Linked DNA regions of Pan troglodytes: region 1 is linked to region 2. Evidence: chromatin contacts called from public HiChIP or PLAC-seq data. All regions are on one chromosome and are shown on one strand. Each heading gives the region's core, a stretch centred on a gene start, on an enhancer-like site or on the middle of the called end of the contact. The rest is flanking DNA. Distances are from core to core; before and after follow the strand shown. Region 1 holds the start of MRPS12 (mitochondrial ribosomal protein S12). Region 2 holds the start of ACTN4 (actinin alpha 4).

Region 1 (4,478 bases), core at 826-3,325, 290 kb after region 2:
TTTGTTTAATGCCACCTCCTCTGAGAAGTCCTCCCAGGCTGTCCTCCACTTTGCCTTCACAGCATTTACCACAGATTATAATGAGTATATCTGTCTGTATGAATTTGATTACTCTAGGTAGTCAAATTTACCAGAAATTGTAATTAGTATATATGTAGAGTTGTATATGTTAAATGTCTTTTAGTGGGGCATGGTGGCTCACATCTGTACTCCTAGCACTTTGGGAGGCCAAGGCGGGTGGATCACTTGAGGTCAAGAGTTTGAGACCAGCCTGGCCAACATGGTGAAACCCCGTCTCTACTAAAAATACAAAAATTATGCAGATGTGGTGGCACGTGCCTCTAATCCCAGCTACTCGGGAGGCTGAGGTGGGAGAATCACTTCAACCTGGGAGGCAGAAGTCGCAGCGCACTCCAGCCTGGGAGACAAGAGCAAAACTCCATCTCAAAAAAAAAAAAATGTCTTTTACTAGACTGTGAACTCAGATCATGAGAGGGCACAGCAGGGTACTTAAGATTGTGGAGTCTGGGTGTGGTGGCTCATGCCTGTAATCTCAGCATTTTGGGAGGCCAGGGTGGGAGGATGACTTGGGTGCAGGAGTTCAAGACCAGCCTGGGCAACATAGTATGTCCCTGTCTCAACAAAAAATACAAAAGTTTAGCCGGGCGTGGTGGTGTCTGCCTGTAGTCCCAGCTACACGGGAGGCTGAGTGGGAGGATTATTTGAGCTCAGGAATTCAAGGTTCCAGTGAGCTATAATTGTACCACTGTACTTCATCCTGGGCGACAGAACAACACCCTATCTCAAAAAAAAAAAAAAAAAAAAAAGTGGATTCTAGGCCAGAAAGCACAGGTTAAAATTCCCACTCTGCCACTTCCCAGTTGCATGACCTAGCGCAAGTGAATTAGCTTCTTGAAGTCTTAATTTCCCCTCTGATAAAATGGGAGAAATAATGGCACCTACTTCATAGAGTTGCTGTGAAAATTAAACGAGGTTAAAGTGAATAAAGCACTTCAAACAGGCTGGGAGGGGAGTCCAAGAGAGGAATGGGAAGACGTGGGGACCCCACTATCGTTAGCACCTCAACACAGAGATATTGTGAACCCGGTCCTAATTCCCTTTTATAAGTGCTAGCAATTTTATTATTATTCACCGCATATTTGCAACATCTAGAACACCGGAATATAGCAGTTGCACCTTAAGTATCAGTTTAATAGAACCATTCATTAATGGATTCATTCATTCATTCATTAACTCTATTTAACTGCCTGCTATGTGTGGCGGAGGTGCACAGCTCTCCCTACCTCTCTCTCCAAACGCAAGAGCTCCACCACACCCCAGGCCTGACCCCGTCCGATTCACACTTGGCTCCCCATTTTCCTTTGTGGTCTTAGGGAAAGGCTGGCATGAGGTTGCAGCACGGAGGGCAATGTCACATAGCAAGTTCCTAGACGACAGTAGGTACCCAGCAAGCAGTATGAAACAAGCGCATAATGGGTGTCCAGGACACAGTAGGCATTCTTGGCACATGGTAGGGCCTCAGCACTCACTGGACAACTGGCACATAAGTGGGTGCCATGCACAAGACGTTGGCTAACTTGGGAAAGAACTAAAATTCCTACTATAGGTTCGCCCCCTGCCGGAGGACATCTTGCAAACCCAATTCTTCCGTAAAGCAAACGCCTGCGCCCCCCGGCCGGCGCAGGCGCACTCACGATCGCGGGCAGGTCTGCCGAGCGCAGCTCCCCCTTGCGGAGCTCCAGGGCGTGTGCGGCCTCTTCTGGGCATGCGCAGAACCGCTCTATGTCCAGCTGAGGGAGTGCGCTGTAGCCCTCGCGCGCATACTCGTACAGGAGGTTCCGGTTTCGTTTCTCTGTAGCGAAACTTCTCCTTGGACTATCGTTGGAGATGCAGCCTCCCCGGGGCCGGAGCCCCCGACGAGTCAGCAAAGGCCACAAGCGCCGCGCCATGGACGCAGCCATCTTGGACCGGGGACAAGGCGGCACTTCGTCCCGCCCACTCCGCGTTTAGACCAATTGCAAAGCAGCGAACCTGACCGTGACGAGCCAATCAGATCCTGAGGAAAGTTGACCGCGATAGAGTCCTTCGTCGCCCAATCGTCGTCTGTGTCCCGCCTCTTCAGTGACGCGAGGCAGAACCAGCCAATCCCTGCACGGATAGCGCCCGGAAGAGGCTAGAAGCTGGATTCAGCGTGTCCGCGACCTCACCTTTAGGTCCTGTGAGGTCGGTGGAATCCTGGGGTCCTCCAAATCTACCAGGCCATCTCCCCAATTTCCCAGTTCTTCCTTTGTGCGGGCGAGAGTGGTTGGGCCCTCGGGAACCCACTCAGAGCGAGGCTAAATTTACGGAGGGACTTTCTGTTAGCAGTATGAGGGCCTGTGGTTAGACCTATAGAGGTATTTCCTTTGATTTAAGCCAGAAAGTCCTGAGAGCGGATCGGGGAGCATTTGCGGATCGGCCACTTTTTCCTCCTTTCTGAGTCTTTTATCCCCTACCACAGGGACGGCCCAGGCGGCAGGATGTCCTGGTCTGGCCTTCTCCGTGGCCTCAACACGTCCCTAACTTGTGGTAAGTGGGGGACTTGGGCTTCAGGGACGAGGCTAGAGGGGGAGGGTTATTCGCTCTTGGACTTGTGTGCCTCTGTCGGAGCCCCGAGGGAAACGGGGGTGGAAAAACACGGTGGGGTTTTGGCAGAGCTAGGGCTGCTAGAGCAAGAGGTGGGAAGCAGCTGCATGGAGGGCTACTGCGTGTCAAGCGGCGTTTGGGTCAGTTTTATTATTTATTTATTTAAGATCTCCCTCTGTCGCCCAGGCTGAAGTGCAGCGGTGTGATCACAGCTCACTGCAGTCTCGACCTCCTGGGCTCAAGTGATCCTCCCGCCTCAGCCTCCCAAGTAGCTGGGACCACAGGCCTGCAGAACCACAACCAGCTAACTTTTTGATTCTTTGTAGAGAGGGAGGTCTCCCTGTGTCGCCCAGTCTGGCCTTAACTCCTGAGCTCAAGTGACCCTCCACAGCCTCCAAAAGTGCTAGGATTACATGCATGAGCCACTGAGCCTACTATTATTTTAAACAGCATTAAAAATAATGCTTCCTGGCCAGGCGTGGTGGCTCACACCTGTAATCCCAGCACTTTGAGAGGCCGAGGTCAGGAGTTCGAGACCAGCCTGACCAACATGGTGAAACCCCATCTCTACTTTAAAATACGAAGATTAGCCGAGCGTGGTGGTGGGTGCCTGTAGTCCCAGCTGCTCAGGAGGCTGAGACAGGAGAATTGCTTGAACCCAGGAGGCAGAGGTTGCAGTGGGCCGAGATTGAGCTACTGCACTCCAGCCTGGGCGACAGAGTGAGACTTTGTCTCAAAAAAAAAGAAAAAAAAAAAAAAAGGTAATGCTTCCTTGAAGAATAAAGAGTTACTTTTGTCTGTAAATAACATTAGATGTGAACAAATGCATCCTTGTAAGGTGCTTTAAACAATGCCTAAAACACCAAAATTGACTTGCTACTACACTAAGATCTGTTCTCTGGGATAATAACCCCTTTCGGCCCTCTCCAGGCCCAGCTCTGGTTCCCCGGCTCTGGGCCACCTGCTCCATGGCTACCCTGAACCAGATGCACCGCCTGGGGCCCCCCAAGCGGCCGCCTCGGAAGCTGGGCCCCACGGAAGGCCGGCCGCAGCTGAAGGGTGTGGTCCTGTGCACGTTCACCCGCAAGCCGAAGAAGCCCAACTCGGCCAATCGCAAGTGCTGTCGAGTGCGGCTCAGCACTGGCCGCGAGGCGGTCTGCTTCATCCCCGGGGAGGGCCACACCCTGCAGGAGCACCAGATTGTCCTTGTGGAGGGCGGCCGCACCCAGGACCTGCCAGGCGTCAAGCTCACCGTTGTGCGTGGCAAGTACGACTGTGGCCACGTGCAGAAGAAGTGACGGCTGGGGGCACAGTGGGCTGGGCGCCCCTGCAGAACATGAACCTTCCGCTCCTGGCTGCCGCAGGGTCCTCCGATGCTGGCCTTTGCGCCTCTAGAGGCAGCCATTCATGGATTCAAGTCCTGGCTCCGCCTCTTCCATCAGGACCACTATTAAGCCATAGGAGTCCTGGGGGTGCAAAGGGTGCCCCTCTGTCAACACCCTTGGCTCCTGTGTTTAGAGGGGTGGCCTGAAGGACCTTTTCTGCTGGGACAAGACACTGTACTGCCCTCTGCTGGGAAGGGGTTTTAATAAACAGACCCTGGCGCTTGTGATGTGAATCCCCTTGTGGAGTATTTGCCCTCTGTGTGGCTGTGGCAGTGGACATCTCTGAGCTTCAGTTTCCTCCTCCAGAAAATAGCTCCATTGGTGGTATCTCCTTTGTTTGGTTTGGGGAAGATTAAATTCGATGCTCTATGTGCATAACACGCATGGAGGGCTCCTTTTTTTTTTTTTTTTTTTTGACAAAGTCTCGCTCTGTTGCCCAGGCTGGAG
Region 2 (4,856 bases), core at 1,462-3,961:
AGGGCAGGGCAGACTCCTCTGCAGCCTTTCTTCCTTTCCTTGACTTTGACTGTTACCCTGAGCGTGGAGCCACAGGAAGGTTTGAACAGAGGAGGGAGGAATGTGATCTGACTCAGTCATTCATTCACAGGCTCCCTCCAGCTTCTCCTGGGAAAGAGAAGGGGGTGGGAGGGGGAGCTGGGAGACAGTGGGGAACTGCTGCAATGGCCCAAGGGAAGGCGAGGCGAGGGTAGACAGAACCTGGGTGGCGCAGTGGGGCAGGGGGAAGTGGGTGGGTTCTGTGTATTCTTTCAAGATGGAATGACAGAATTTCCTGAAGAACTGGATGGGGTTGTGAAGACAAAGAGGCATTAAGGATGACTGCAAGGTCTGTAGCCTCAGCAACTGCAAGGCTGGAGGTGCACGAATTGAAGAGGGATGACTGTGGGATGGGATGACCAAGCTTGGGGGGAAGATCAGGAACTCTATTTTGGATATTTATTATTATTATTATCTGAGATGGAGTTTCGCTCTTGTTGCCCAAGCTGGAGTACAATGGTGCAATCTTGGCTCACCACAACCTCCGTCTCCCAGGTTCAAGCTATTCTCCTGCCTCAGCCTCCTGAGTAGCTGGGATTACAGGCATGTGCCACTATGCCTGGCTAATTTTGTATTTTTAGTAGAGACGGAATTGTTGGCCCGGCTGGTCTTGAACTCCTGACCTGGGGTGATCCGCCCACTTCGGCCTCCCAAAGTGCTGGGATTACAGGCGTGAGCCACCACACCTGGCCGGATATTTATTTATTTATTTTTATTTTTATTTTAGACGGAGTCTTGCTCTGTCGCCCAGGCTGGAGTACAGTGGCGCGATCTCGGCTCACTGCAGCCTCTGCCTCCCGAGTTCCAGTGATTCCCCTACCTCAGCCTCCTGGGTAGCTGGGATTACAGGTGCATGCCACCACGCCCGGCTAATTTTTGTATTTTTAGTAGAGACGGGGTTTCACCATGTTGGCCAGGCTGGCCTCTAACTCCTGACCTCGTGATCTGCCTGCCTCGGCCTCCCAAAGTGCTGGGATTACAGGCATGAGCCACTGCGCCCAGCCATTTATTTTTAATGTAAACATTTTTTTGTAGAGATGAGATCTTGTTATGTTACCCAGTCTGGCCTCAAACTCTTGGGCTCAAGCACTCTTCCAGCCTTGACTCCCCAGAGTGCTGGGATTGCAAGAGTAAGCCACCAGTGCCTGGCTGAATATTTAAATTTAAGATACTTCCTGATGCAGTGGCTCGCACCTTTGTTTAAATGTCTGCCTTCTCCATGAAGCCTACCTGAGTAGTTTATTTGCATTCCAGCCCATGCTTGATTTTTCTCCAAATACTCAACACCTTGGAATATACAATACTACCTATTTTTTACTTTTATGTATATTTTTGAGACAGGATTTCGCTTCTGGAGTGCATTGGTGTGATCACAGCTCACTGCAGACTGGAACTCCTGGGCTCAAGTGATGTCCCTTCCTCAGCCTCCTGAGTAGCTGGGACTACAGGTGCACACAGCCATGCCCAGTGAATTTTTACATTTCTTGTAGAGACAGGTTCTTGTTATGTTGCCTAGGCTGGCCTTGAACTCTTGGGCTCAAGCCATCCTCCCGCCTCAGCCTCCCAAAGTGCTGGGATTACAGGTGTGAGCCACTGTGCCTGTCCACATATTTTTTAAAATTTTGAGTGTTGAGGCCAGGCGCAGTGGCTCATGCCTGTAAGCCCAGCACTTTGGGAGGCTGAGGTGGGCGGATCACCTGAGGTCGGGAGTTTGAGACCAGCCTGACCAACATGGAGAAACCCCGTCTCTACTAAAAATACAAAATTAGCCAGGAGTGGTGGCACATGCCTGTGATCCCAGCTACTCGGGAGGCTGAGGCAGGAGAATAGCTTGAACCTGGGAGGCGGAGGTTGCAGTGAGCCCAGATCACGCCATTGCACTCCAGCCTGGGCAACGAGAGCGAAACTCCGTCTCAAAAAAAAAAAATTTGTGTGTTGGTTGGGTGCGGTGGCTCACGCCTGTAATTCCAGCACTTTGGGAGGCTGAGGCGGGAGGATCGCTTGAGCTCAAGAGTTCAAGACCAGCCTGGCCAACATGGTGAAACCCCGTCTCTACTAAAAAAATACAAAAATTAGCCGGGTGTGGTGGAGCATGCCTGTGTTCCCAGCTACTCGGGAGGCTGAGGCAGGAGAATTGCTTGAATCCGGGAGGCGGAGGTTGCAGTGAGCCGAGATCGCGCCACTGCACTCCAGCCTGGGAGACACAGCGAGACTCCGTCTCAAAAAATAATAAAAATAAAAGTAGATTTGTGTGTATGTGGCTTCCTTTACTAGAAGGTAGTTTCATGAAAGTTGGGATTTTTTTCTGTTTTTAGTGCCTGCGTAAAACATAGTCTGGCACAGAGTAGGTGTTCAATAAATATTTGTTGAATTTGTGTCGCTGAATGGGAACCCGGTGCAGTGCATTCCAAGCCTGAGCTGGTTCAGGTCCGATGGCGGGGCCTGCCCTTATGAATCATTCATGATCTGGCCCCGCCCATACGCGAACGACGCGCGCGTTCACGCGGGAGAGGGGGCGCGGCTCGCCCCCGGGCTGAGTCGGGCGGCAAGGAAGCGGGACTCTGCGCAGGCGCCAAGCTCCCGAGCGCGGCCTTGGTGCCTTTTCTGGTTTGGCAGGCGCGCGCGCGCGGGAGGGCGGCAACCTCGGCGCTGTGCGCAGGCGCGGCGGGCAGTGCGCAGGCGCGGGCGGAGGGCGGGCTGAAGCAGCTGAAGCGGCGGTAGCGGCGGCGGCTCGGGCAGAGGGGCGGGAGCTGAGGCGGGAGCGAACAGGCTGGTGGGCGAGCGAGAGGCGGCGGAATGGTGGACTACCACGCGGCGAACCAGTCGTACCAGTACGGCCCCAGCAGCGCGGGCAATGGCGCTGGCGGCGGGGGCAGCATGGGCGACTACATGGCCCAGGAGGACGACTGGGACCGGGACCTGCTGCTGGACCCGGCCTGGGAGAAGCAGCAGCGCAAGGTACGCGGCCCGCGGGCCGGACGGGCTGGAGGGGCTTTTCTGAGGGTGCCCGGGGAGGGGTGGGAGGTCCTGAAAGGTAACTGGAGCGTCTGTGATGGGAACGGGGGGGTCCCGAGAAGGAATTGGCGGGTCCGGGAAGGGAATTGGAGTCCTGAGGAGGAATCGCCGAGCTAGAGGAAGGAATTGGGAATCTGAAAAGAGAATTGGCGGCTGGGTGGGGAATATGGGAGTCAAATAAAAGGAATCGGGAAGGCTGATGAAGGATTTGGAGGGTCTGGGCGTGCCATTAGGGGAAACCGAGGAGATGACTGGGCAGGCTGAAATGGAACTGGGATCCGAGGCGGGCTTGAAGGGTCGGAGCATGGGTTGGGGGTGCTGGGAGGAGAATCAGGGGAGGCTGGGAAGGGAATTTCTGGGTCTGGGAAGTGTGAGGAGGAGCTTGAGTGTGGAGGGGTTGGTTATTTGGAGAGCAGAAAGATCTGAAGGAGACTGGAATTGGGGGAGCCTCAGGTTGGGGGAGTTCTAAAGGGGATGAAGCATCAAGTGTGAGGATGGAGTGGAGATTGTGGGGTCTGAAGACGGGTGGGAAGACTAGGGAGGCTGGGAAGATGAAAACAGGGGCTAAGGGTAGAATTGAGCATGAAAAGACATGGGCTTAGGGTGTGAGGAGGGTAGAGGTGCCAGGACTGGGGGTCTGAGGAGGGTGGGGTGCGGAAGGAAGAAGTTAAGGGGCCCGTGAATCAGACGTTTTTGAAGGGGGTGAGATTTATTTGTGGTGCCCTGTTCCAAAGGGGAGAAGATTAAGAGATAGGAGGAATAATAAGAGGAATTGATGAGGGATGGAGAAGCCGGAGTAGAGGGGATACGGAGAGTGGGGATAATTTGGGGAGGGGTTTCTAAAGAATTGATGGGAAGCTGAAAAGCTAAAGCGTTGGAGAGAATGAGGAAGTGTAGAGGGAGAAGGTGAGATCGGTGGGAGGGAGGGTGAGCTGGAATGGTGGATAATGGGAGGGAGGTTCGTTTAGGAAAATGAAAGTCTCATTAGAAAGGGAATGCGTAATGGATAGACTGAGAAAGGAATTTGAGGAGGGGGTGCTGGCTCCTGGAGGTGCAGTCCCGGGACTGGAGAACGTGTGTGTGTGTCGTGCAGGCAGAATGAGTTTGGGGAGGAAGCGTTGAGAGTGTCCAGGAAGAATTGTGTCTTTTTTGGAGAGACCGGAGGTAGGTGAAGGGATCCTGAAGCAGAGACTGTGTTCAGGTGGCACTGTTTTTTTGGGGGGCGGGGGGGGGCAACTTGGTAGGGCCCCACAGCAGTGAAAAGGTGATGAGAAGTGGAGTGGGATCCCGAGCGAGGTGTCAGTGTCTGTTGGAGGGGGGGGATAAATCCAGTGTGGTTGAGGGGGGAGCTCTGAGTGTGTGCAGGAAGAGCTAAAGAAAGGAGCGTGGTGAGTGGGTGTGTGTGGGGGGAAGGGGTTGTTCAGAAGTTTTGTGCGTGAAATGGGTGGGAGGTACTTGAAGTTGGAAGCATTTCGTGGGATCTGGAGATCTGGATTTTCTTTCCAGATTTGTTACTGATTCGCTCTGTGGCCTTGGACAAGACCCTTGAACTCTCCGGGCAGTTTTGTTATCTGCAAAATGCAAAGGGATCCGAGGGGTCCTTGCGGTGATTCTGTTAATAAAGAGGGATGTGTGTAGAGTTGGGACTTTGGACAGGGCTCTGAAGGTTTGGGAGAGTGGGTTTGGTGGAGATTTTTCAGGAACAGACTACAGGGCTTTGAGTGGTGACCTGGCAGAGTGGGGAGTGACTGGAAGCCTCTCGA

What was found. HiChIP or PLAC-seq counts read pairs in DNA pulled down with a chosen protein or histone mark.
Region 1: a contact with region 2 is called in an H3K4me3 HiChIP or PLAC-seq map of stem cell-derived excitatory neurons, with 4 times the contacts expected there. The contact joins the promoter of MRPS12 here to the promoter of ACTN4 in region 2. A contact is called at or near these places in 1 of 7 Hi-C or Micro-C datasets (stem cell-derived neural progenitor cells) and 1 of 1 datasets of contacts at active chromatin or transcription factors (stem cell-derived excitatory neurons).

Annotation. Positions count from the first base shown.
Region 1 is chr20:42,068,416-42,072,893 of NHGRI_mPanTro3-v2.0_pri, forward strand. It overlaps MRPS12 (mitochondrial ribosomal protein S12), which reads left to right and starts at 2,076. Exons shown (of 3, transcript XM_001135151.4): 1 at 2,076-2,244; 2 at 2,522-2,589; 3 at 3,577-4,264. The coding sequence starts at 2,541. The coding sequence ends at 3,944. SARS2 (seryl-tRNA synthetase 2, mitochondrial) reads right to left here and starts at 1,982. Exons shown (of 18, transcript XM_016935869.2): 1 at 1,716-1,982. The coding sequence starts at 1,982.
Region 2 is chr20:41,773,379-41,778,234 of NHGRI_mPanTro3-v2.0_pri, forward strand. It overlaps ACTN4 (actinin alpha 4), which reads left to right and starts at 2,712. Exons shown (of 21, transcript XM_003954372.6): 1 at 2,712-3,036. The coding sequence starts at 2,875.